Regions from separate parts of the Rattus norvegicus genome. Here region 1 is linked to region 2. Evidence: chromatin contacts called from public Hi-C data. All regions are on one chromosome and are shown on one strand. The core of a region is the stretch at or near the end of the contact, and the rest is flanking DNA. Distances in the headings are between cores, read along the strand shown. Region 1 has its middle 210 kb from the start of Fam76b. Region 2 overlaps LOC134480141 (a long non-coding RNA gene).

The links. A called contact is a pair of places that touch in the nucleus more often than the background predicts.
Region 1: a contact with region 2 is called in a Hi-C map of the A7r5 cell line, with 2.3 times the contacts expected there. The contact joins two enhancer-like sites. A contact is called at or near these places in 6 of 12 Hi-C or Micro-C datasets (the A7r5 cell line, Schwann cells, frontal cortex and 3 more).

Annotation. Positions count from the first base shown.
Region 1 is chr8:19,178,317-19,183,547 of GRCr8, forward strand. No RefSeq gene overlaps it. Among named protein-coding and RNA genes, the nearest start is that of Fam76b, 210 kb to the left of the region's middle. Within about 2 kb of position 1,840, at least 9 of the 93 cell types and tissues checked have an H3K27ac peak or open chromatin away from gene starts, as enhancers often do. A contact at or near this core is called in the A7r5 cell line, where this site is marked.
Region 2 is chr8:19,026,990-19,032,771 of GRCr8, forward strand. LOC134480141 (a long non-coding RNA gene) reads right to left here. Exons shown (of 2, transcript XR_010054321.1): 2 at 5,531-5,782. Among named protein-coding and RNA genes, the nearest start is that of Fam76b, 58 kb to the left of the region's middle. Within about 2 kb of position 3,057, at least 43 of the 93 cell types and tissues checked have an H3K27ac peak or open chromatin away from gene starts, as enhancers often do. A contact at or near this core is called in the A7r5 cell line, where this site is marked.

The DNA.
Region 1 (5,231 bases), core at 590-3,089, 150 kb after region 2:
ATGGGAAGAGAGAGAGGGACCAAGGGAGGGGAGGGGGGGAGAGAGAGAGAGAGAGAGAGAGAGAGAGAGAGAGAGAGAGAGAGAGAGAGGGAAGAAACAGCTATTGGCACAAAGCTGTCCACAAGTGTCATGCCCCCCCGGATTGGATTCAATGTTGAAGAAACCTGAAGAAAGAAATCACCAGAGATTCCATGGAATCTGAAGCCAAAAGCTGCCAACACTTGTCCTTCCCTCCCTTGTGAGATCTGCAGGTTGGTAGCTTTCAGACCGGAGAGGATACTTAGTATTTCCTACTGAGTCACCCAGATGTGTCCATCTAGCCAAAGTCCCTGTGGCTGTTTATAGACTCATGTTCACTGCATGAGTCTTGTAGGTCACAGCTATGATTTCAGAGAGTTGTTTAAGATCCAAGAGTAATCCTAGAAATGACTGCGTGTGTCCTCGTCCCTAGGTGTGTCCTCAGGGTGGCACAATTAGTATGGGTTCATAGCAAAAGTCAAAGGAATAATAGAACTTCAGATTTTAATAAAACTGAGGCAGTAAGTAAATATCCCTAATGTTTCTGCTCAGAGACCAATATTTAAATATTTAACATATACTTGGCATTAACCAACAAGACACATCATCCTTTTAAACAAAATAGTGACCCAACACGGCGGTACACACCATTTCCACAGTACAGAGAAAAGGAGACTGTTAGGTTCAAGGTGTGATGAGTGGCCAGGGAGCCGGGAATGTTGATTGAGGAGCATCTGACCTGACCACTGGGTTACACTGCCTCACTGTGAGTAGCCTGAACTATGTGTCCTTCAGATGGGCAGCGAGCCTGGAGATTATCTGAAGCAGAACCTCAACGAAAGATGAAACACCCGCAGACGCAGAGACCTCCTCCACTCCTCAGAGGTTCCTCTCTAACCAGGTGAACATTTCCACTTTCCTTCCACAGAACGCTTTCCTTTAAAGCTGGCTCTCACGTGGGTGTTTCCTGTACTCAAACAAACCACAGGTTTTAAAAAGTCATTGGCCTGTTCTCCTGAGGTCGACAAAGGAACCTGCGGCCATAGGCTTTGCAGGTCTCTCAAACTTCAGTAAGTAAAGGTGTTTTCAACTTGGAAAATGGGGAAGACATGGCCACCCTCATCCATTCAATTCAGCGAGCTCTCTGTGTACTGGCGGTTGGAAAACCTCTAAGTGGTACTGGTTTACCCATTCTGAACAGTCAATCATGGGCCAATTTTCAAAATACCCCTCCCCCGCTTTTCCCAAAACGGTGAAAAGTGTTTCAGATATGTTGTCCAAGGCCTCTCTATACCACCTCTGAAGCCTCTTGGGAAGTGTAAAAACAGTCCTTGGGGCATTAGCTCTGTACCATGAAGAATTCTTCCCAGACATTTTGGAAAGCAGGTCACCCACCCCCACTTTTTCTATGCATGGAATTCCAGCAGTCATGTTTGTTTCGGTTTCTTTTAAGCTAAAACTACAACAACAACAAGAAGAGACTGTTTTGAACCACTCATCTAACTCACTTCTCTGGATGCCTCGCTGTCCCTTTAAAACGGTTCATCCAGTTCTGAAAGGCAGAGAAGGGGTAAGTGCCCCACAGTCCCTGTGTTTCTTCCTCCAGCTCAATTCTGAGAAAAGCCCACAGCCTAAAAAGGAAGACTGAAAAGAGGGAAAACCATGGCAAATTACAAATGGCCTGAGCAAGATATGTCCACTATAACTGATGATAAATTAAAAACCCCAAACGCCATCAATTTCTCAACTGCACAGCCTGCAGTGAACAGCCTTAATCCAATGTATTTCCCAATGTCACAGGCTTGCACTGAATAGCCTTAACCCACTGTCCTCTCAGCTGTTCCAAATTTGTCCTTGTTCTCCAAGGTCCTTCATGAATCACATAATTGTGGGGAAATGCAAGTTTTTCAAAGCTTGGATCCCGCCACACAACTCGTGTGTTCCTTGGTGTCCGTACACACTGTCCAGGTCAGGCTGGTGAGGACTTCTTAGCTCCTTGTAGGAAAAACTGGACAGGTGTGGCTTCTAGAGGGAGGGCAAAGAACATGCACCAAGACTCTATTATGTGTTGAGACTGCCACCAGTGCATTTAAAACTCAGTCCTGGTTCTGGGCGTGGTGGTATATACTAAGATATACAGTCAGAGTAAGAGCTCGAGGTCAGCCAGGGCTACAAAGTGAGTTCAAGGTCAGCGTGGGCAAGGTCGTGAGACCTTGTCTTCAAGAAGGAAGAAGGAAGGAAGGAAGGAAGGAAGGGAAGAAGGAAGGAAGGAAGGAAAGAAGGAAGAAAAAAAGAAAATTCAGTCCTTTAGTATGACTCAGTGAGGTAAATAGCAATCTTCCTTCTTTACAAATAAGAAAGTGAAGGTTTAGAGAGGGGAGGGATAATTGTTAAGGTCAGGGTTGGACACAGGCATGCGATCCTAAGTGTTGTTCATCCTGACTCTGCTCTGTGGAGACTCAGGCAAAGACAGTTTTGGAATAAATGAATCAGTTGCCCAGCCAGAGCCTCATATTTCTGCAAGACCTAACTAGCAAACCACGCCCAGAGCGTGAGTCCACTGAACTCGGGGTCCAAGACCGTCCCTGTGCTTATTTACAGTATGCGGTCGGTCCATGCTTGACTTATGAGCTGACCCTGGTGCTCGCCTTTCAGGCTAAGCTTCCTACCCTGGCACTGCAGATCATTGCTTTCTCTTTCATCACACGGGCATGGTAGACACTGACGCCTTCCAAATGAAGCAATTAGTGAAGGCTATTAAAAGAAAATTCCAAACCCAGAGATTGCAAAACCCATTAGCTGAGCAAAAATTTAGGGGATGGGGGTTGTCCTCCCATTACCTGACTTGAGTTCAAGTACCAAAGGCAAGAAAGAAGAAGCAAATTATAATAAACCAACCAGATCCAAAATTCACAGTAAACAAAAGAGAGTCGGCAATGTGATACTTGAGTCCCTGGCAGAGTGTCCCGTAGGAACCCATGGGAGATGCTTGTGAGCTCTTCAGCCTTGCCAGGGAGGCAGAGAGGCACCAGTAGAAGGTGGCAGGGTTATTTTCAGCTCACGCTGAGACTCAGCAGGTGACAATGTGGAGCAGAGAGAATTGGGGTCAACTGTGTTCCTCTGGTGACCTGGGCATTCTTCTAGGGAATCAGCCTTAAAGTCTCATCACGGTGGCTATTTTAACTCATTTCTAGAAGACATAGATGCTCGAGGTACTCTTTTATATGACTTATTCAAGGATATATCCAACCACAGAAGCCTACCGTTGACTTATCTTACAGAACCACACATAATCGTGTGTCCTCTTATAGCTCACTCTGACATCTGAAGAGACCAAAGTCAAAACTCCTCAGATATCCAAGGAAAGCCTACAAGAAAGACAGACATGCCTATGTCCCAGGAAGATAAAAGGCAATTAGGGAACAGAAGAGAACTTAACAAACAGAACTAATTCAGTATCTCAGAAGTACTCAAGACTATGTAAACAGGTACCCAGCAGAATGAAGAGATGAACACTTGAAAAGTACCGTTGACAAGCAAAAGGGATGTTTTGAAACTTGAAAATAAGAGGTTGAAATTTAAAAGTTGCATATCTGTGGAAGTCATAATATGAACTGAGCTTGGGGAACTTCACAGATTACAGAACCAAGTATAAGTAGAAAAAGAGGAGGAAGCAAAGATAGAGGGGGGGAGAGAGAGAGAGAGAGAGAGAGAGAGAGAGAGAGAGAGAGAGAGAGAGAGCTGTGGTGGAGAAAGAGCAATCATAGAACAGCTGAGTCTTTATTAAAGAGAGTTCTAGAGACAAAACGGATACCAAAGGGTAGAAATGTATTTGAAATGTGAAACACAGGAGAATTCCTAGAAGGGACTGGAGGGTATCCTTAAATACCAAGACCCTACACTGTGCCCAGCAAATTAACCAAAGATAGATATGCCTCAACACATTAGGCTACAACTTGAGAACAGAAGAGATTAAGAAAGTATCTTAGGACTTTTCTGGGGTTGAGTAAAACAGAAAAAATGTCTTACCAGATTACAGTACAAAGCTAATAGCTAAACACCAGAGGTTTAGAAAGAAAAACAAAACAAAACAAAACAAAACAAAACAAAACAAAAAAAACCCCAATTCGACAGCTAGTTTCCAAGGAACCGGAACCACAGGATCTGAAAGCAGAAACAACAACAAAACTCCAGCATCTGTGAAGAGCTGACTCAGTGAAGAAGAAATACGGAATCCCAGGCCACCAGGACCTCTTACTACCCTTGCCCAATTATTTACTTTCAAAGTGAAGATACATATGTGCATAAAAATTATATGATAAAACATTGATTGTAAAATTATGTATACTGCTATGGTAAAATATGTCACCTATATATTTATTAAAATATATTACTTATATATTTATAAAATATCACAGGCAGCTATGGACTATGTGTTACTGTGCGCATGAGTCTGGTAAGGTAATATTCGTAGGCTGTGTGATTTTTGCTCACAGAGAGGAAACTCCATCCTTTCCTGTCTGTTTTGTCCTAACACGGAGACCAGGTGTTCTCCTGTGTCTCTGGATCACTCTGCATTCACTACTGACGAGTGTCCTACAGAGACATAAAGTCATTTCCCATAAAGGTCCCCTAGTGGCCTGGAAAGTCAACAAGCCTCCCCGGGTAGCTTCCAAACAAGCCGGTGGTTAGGCTGAGCCAACAGGATATAAAAAACAGTTGGTTCAGACATGGAAACTTCAACTTGAAACAGTTGGGATTTTCTGATCTTAACTAAATGTTTTTTTTTTAGAAACCGAATTTCGTCAAACCTGTTTGTGTAAATGGGGAGCAAGCCATGGGCACCCAAGGAGCCTTTGATTCTTCCTGCTGCTAAACAGGCTGGGAAAAAAAGAAACTTCCTGGTTATTTTGAGCCTTGACTAATTTCTTTAGGGAAAGAAAAATAGTTTTCTAATTGGTCCCTTTGTAGCACAAAGGGCTAATCTGAGTGGAGCAGGCCATCAGGTAATCGGGCAGAGTCCTCGATTGGGGCTGAAGACTAGAAACCCTGATCTGGGGGCTTTAAAAGCACTTGGCAAACACTGCAGACCGCGTGTAAAGGGGGTGAAGCAGGGGAAATTAAATCCCTGCTTGGTGTGTGGGAGCTGCAGAAGCACTCCCCAGCCCCAGGGATGCAGAATTCATTAAGCTGCACTGGCAGCTCCTGGGGCT
Region 2 (5,782 bases), core at 1,807-4,306:
CTCAGCACTGGGATTACCAGTGCACCACCATGTCTGACTGTTTTATAAAATGTAGGTTCTGGGATGGGACTCAGGTCCTTGTGCTCGCAAAACAAGCATTTTACCAACTGAACCATTTTTCCAGCCCAATAACCTGGGCAGTCATTGGTTGGCCAGTCCCTCAATCTCCGCTCCATCTTTATCCCTGTGCGTCCTGTAGGCAGGACAAATTGTGAGTCAAAGTTTTTGTGGATAGGTTGGTGTCTCCATCCTTCCATTGGAGTTCTTGCCTTGTTACAGGAGGCGGCTGGTTCGAGTTTCATATCTTCTACTGCCAGGAGTTAATTTAGGTAGGGTCACCCTCATAGATTCCTGGGAGTTTTCCTTGTCCTGCATGTCTCAGAGATGCCCCCTCCTCTACCAATCCCAGTTCTCTCTCTCACTTCTACATCCATCCTCCCCACACTTGGTCCCTCCTGTTCCCCCCTCCCCACTCCCTCTCCAAATGTTCAACACCCTTAGTCATCAGGGAAATGAAAATCAAAATGACTCTGATTCTACTTTACACTGGTCACAATGGCTAAGATCAAAAACTCAAGGGATAGCACATACTGGCAAGGATGTGGAGCAAGAAGACTTCTCCATTACTGATGGGAGTGCCAACTTGTGCAACCACTTTGGAAATCAATTTGGTGGTTTCTCAGAAAATTGTGAATAGTTCTACCTCAAGACTCTTGGTTATATACCCCAAAGATGATCCATTACACCACAAGGACATTTGCTCAACTATGCTCATAGAAGCTTTATTTATACTAGCCAGAAATTTCAAACAACCTAGACATCCTTCAACTGAAGAATGGATAGAAATATGAGGTACATTTACACAATGGAGTACTACTCAGCTGTTAAAAACAAGGATATCATGAATTTTGCAGGCAAATGGATGAAACTAGAAAATATCATCCTGAGTTGGGTAACTCACACCCAGAAGCACATACACATGCTGTGTGCTCCCAAATAAGTGGACGTTAGCCATAAGGTATAGGGTAGTCATACTACAAAGCACAAACCCAAGGAAGCCAAGTAACAAGGAGGGCCCAAGGATGCTCGAAACTCACTGAGAAGGGGAAGCAGATCAGACATTGGGAGTAGATAGAGAGACAGATTTTAATGAAAGAACACTATTTCATGAAGATTTAGCCCATGCAATTTAAAAGGCTGTAGACTCCAAGAGCTTCTGGAGAAGCAGCACAGTCCTCCCCAGGAAGACAGATGACGTAGCCAGGGTGTAGTGCACAGCTGAGAGGCAATAGAGCAGACTCCAGCTGCAACTGGAAGCTTCTGAGGACCTGGGAAGAGCTAACATTTCTTTCAAGCCCAGCAGCAAGAAGAAGGTACAGCTGGAAGCTCTTAGGCAGAGAGAAGTGTCTCTTACTACAGGGAAAGTTAAGAGATAATCCAACTCAGGACTGAAACTGGTAAAACACAAACTGACATAAAACCCTAACCCAGAGCCCACCTTCTTAAACTCACCCCGCTAGTCCCACAGTCCACTTTAGGCTCAAGTCCTGCATGTGTATGGGAGTCCCAGGACGGTCACACAGGTGGAGCTGTGGCATGATGGGGTCAGCTCATTTGACCGAGAGGTACTGATGGATGTGCAGAATTTCCCAATTCCGTGTTCAGCTGATGGCTTAAAGTTGGCACCAACTTTATACCACAGAAAACCAGCACTTCAAGCCAGGACTTTCACCCTGCAAGAACCAGTTGTTTAGAACGTCTCAGTATTCTGCTGTCTTGGTTTGCTTTGTGTAAGAAAAGATATGATGACCGCCTGCTTCCAGATCGTCTCACGGACTTTGTAGAGTGGTCTCCAAATGGTCTCGCATAAGACTTTCATAGTGTTCACAGTAGTTGAAGGAAGACATTTGGATCAGGCAGATTCAAATGTGGATCTCCATCTGAGTGGCTAAGCTGGTTAATTAGAAGAAGGGAGGAAAAAAAAGAAAAAGGGATGGGTAAGGAAAAGTAGAGCTCAGTTTATCTTTCTTAGCTACTCTGTCCAGTTTCTTTCCTTGGCTCTGTCATCCAAACTTTGTCTTTTTGCCTCCTGATTCTCCTTTATTACTTCTCTATATGGTCAGGGGTAAAGAAATTCTGGTGCTGGGGTTGGGGATTTCGCTCAGTGGTAGAGCGCTTCCCTAGCGAGCGAAAGGCCTTGGGTTCAGTCCCCAGCTCCAAAAAAAAGAAAAAAAAAAAAGAAAGAAAGAAACTGTGCTGCCAGCTGCCTCTGCCCTTGAATTCAGTCCCCAGGCATCCTTAGGAGCAGGTGTCTGGAGTGACGAGAAGTTTCAAGCCTTCTGTCTTACTTCCCTCTCACGTTCGGAGGCCGCTTTTCTCCTCTTCTTTGATCTCACAGCCCAAGATGCACTTATCCAATTGGTAATTATAAATATTAGCATTGGCGTGGGGAGGTCAGGATGCTTGGAGCTGACAAAGGGGCTCCTGTACAGAGAGTAGCAGAGGGTGAGCGGTAGGTGGCGCTCTCCAGCCAGCAATGCCCGGTGGGATTGGAAAGGTCAGAGTGCACCTTAATTCTGGACGTTTGAAGAAGCTTCCCAGCCCATTTACAGGAATGGCTAGATCTTGGTTCCTGTCATGATCTTCCTTCTTTTAACTACTTAGCTCCTTCATGATATGTTGAGGACTGCAGAGCTGGGGGTCGGGGGGAGCTGGGAAATGAACTGCCTAGAGATGTTACAAAAGCTCATTTTGGCTGCTGGAATTAATGGCTGGAGTGATATTCTGCCTAGATGTCAGGTCGATGGTAATCTTTCAGAGAAAACATCGTGCTGGTGTGGGAGGCCTCCTCATTTCTCCACAGCACTTCGTATCGTGTGATCACTAAACTTTATGGTGAGACGTAAACAAATAGTCAACAACAACAGATCTTCTCAGGAAGTGTGAAAAAAGTCTATTTCTGTTTGAGGAACCTTTGGAATGCTCAACATAAGTGGGGCAGGCTCGCTTCGTGTTGCTATGGCAACACACTCCACAGCTGCTTCCTGGCCCGTAGAGGGACAGCACTTGGCTCAGGGCTTAGTACTGAGTGGGGACTCAGCAAATGTGGACTCGAAGGCTTATTCCATCCCTGTGGTATGCTCTAGAAAGGAGGATAGTTTCTTTATTGGCTTTTTGCTTTGCCTAGCAAAAAACGTTAGCTAAGTAGGAACACCAGGCGCAGCAGTGGCCCCCGACATCATGTCATTTACAGCTAGCAGATTCCCCCTTGTCTTAGCTATGGTTGCTATGGAGAGACAACAGGATCAAGGCAGCTTATGTAAGAAAGCATTGAAGAGAAGGCTTTCTCACAGTTTCAGAGGTTACTGCCATGATCATCATGGTGGGAAGCATGGTGGCAGGCGGGCGGGCAGGCAGGCGGGTGGGCGGGCGGGCGGGCGGGCAGGCAGGCCGGTGGGCGGGCGGGCGGGCGGGCGGGCGAGCGGGCGGGCGGGCAGGCGGGCAGGCAGGAAGGCAGGTGGGCGGGCAGGCAGGCGGGCGGGTGGGCGGGCAGGCAGGCAGGCGGGCGGGCGGGCATAGCCCCAGTGCAGTAGCTGAGAGCTTACATTTGGTCCATAAGCACTTGGCAGAAAGAGAGTGAGTTTAGGCCATGCCTCCTAGTCCTTCCTAAATGGTCCGACAACTGGGAACAAAGCATTCAAATACAAGACCTTACATTCTCATTCAAACCACCACACTTCATTTCTCTCTTCACACTCATGCAAATCCCACGATGCTCCTTGGCAGAGATGGCTGCACCGTGTTCCACCCTACTCGATTAAAGTGTCCATCCACCTCCCCCAGCAACACAACATGACAACAGTCATGGGTACTGACTGTCCCAGTTCATCTGGCACTGCTATGACTAAAAAACAAACAAACCCCCTGAAGTTCCTAATTAATGTTAACATGTCCAATCACTCCACCCAGTTTTGCATGTGTAAGGTACATGCATTTTGTCAAGATTCCTTTCTAGCTGATCTGAAGCAGTGGCCTCACGGGGTGGAGTAGAAGCCCAGAGCTGAAACCTCCGCCATCTTTTCCTCTAATTGCATTTTCAGTGCAGCCCTTTCTTTAACCAAAGGCATGAAGAGCTTCAGGCAGATGGAGCTAGCCAAGGAGATGCTTCGAGTCAGACTGTGCCTTCTCTGAAGACTTATATACCCCACACAACCGTTAGGACCCTTCCGCAGGCTTGTGACTACTGCTAGAGAGGAAACCCCCTCTGTTGTAACACTCTTGAACGCCTGCTGCTAACGTTCACTGCTCAGACCAGTGGAATGGAGGCTATCGGAGTCCACAGTGGAGATCCAGCCCTTCAGTGGTGTTACTGTCTCAGTGAAGGCAGCATACATACACAGCTGTAAAATTCCTCCTGCTTTTAACTGAGCATTTGAACATTTTACCACCATGACACTGCCATCAACTCTGGGCTGCTTCTCTCTCTCTTCTGTGTTCATGGAGAATTTTTTTCTCACCCAGATAAGATCCTGTCTTACCCTGGGGCTGCGGTAAGGGTGCCAGAGCCAGTATGTGGCACAGTCTATCACTTGAATGTCTTTAGCTATGGCCCTAAAGGGCTACCAACACAAGGAAGCAGGCGGTTTTGCTCAAAATAATAAGCAAGAATGGCAGGGTGAGATTCCTGGAAACTGTGCTGGTTATGTTTCTCCTTGAAAGTACCTAACGGGAACCTACGTTAAGGGGTGAATTATTTACACAGTGCATCACTTCCGGGAAGGCATGGTGGAAGGCAGTGTGAGCTGGCTCATCGCATTACACCTACAGTCAGGAAGCAGGGGCGGAACAAAAAACAGGGTCTGGCTAGGAAGCCTCAGGAGCAGCCCCAGTGAACGACTCCTCCAGCGGACTCCACCTCCTTAAGGTTCCACAACCTTCCAAGACAGCGCCACCTGCTGGACACCAAGGATTCAAACATACAAGCCAGGGGGCGCATCGCACACCCATACCATGACAGAAACCGCGTGTATACCGCAGGGTCAATAGTAAAAACACGAATTGAGACTATCCTACCACCATAGACTTTCACTGCTGTGATAACTGGCTTCTCCATACACTGGCGGAAGGGTCAGCAAGTTTTTCTCTTCTGTTCCCCACCCAGTAACCAAGCTGCATCAGCGTCCTCAAGTGCTCCCTCTTCCCATTCCCTCTGAAGACTAGGCTTAAAATAGAAGCTGTCAGTATTGTGTAGGCTCAGGGGTTAGCGCTCAGAATGAGCCTCGGAAGGGTTAACCACAGAAGCAGGGTGAGTGTTGAGCTCTAAGATGCGTTTGTCATCAAAGCTACCATTTGGAGAACTTACAACTTAAACTTCTGTGAGACTGTGTGTGCGTTTGTGGGTATGTATGGTGTGTGTGTGGTGTATATGTGTATGTGGCATGTATGTGTACGGTGTATTATGTATGCGATGTGGATCTGTGTGCCAAAAGGGCTTCTTTGCCGTCTCTTAAAGATTCATCAAGACTCCCAGCTTTTTTGTCATCCAACACATAATTATCATTTATTCATGTATTTATTGAATTAACCTGAAATGACAGATATCTGTTTCTTTAGACTATCACTGTGAATCAGTCATATTAAAATGTTGCTGGCTTGATTGATTTGAACTCTTCGATCTTTGAGTCCTCTCCAGGCCAGAGGTTTTAGAGGGTAGGAGAGTACACTGTCTTGAGTCTGAGATGGCTTTCTGGTAGAGACAAGCCAGAACAGAGAGAAGAACTTT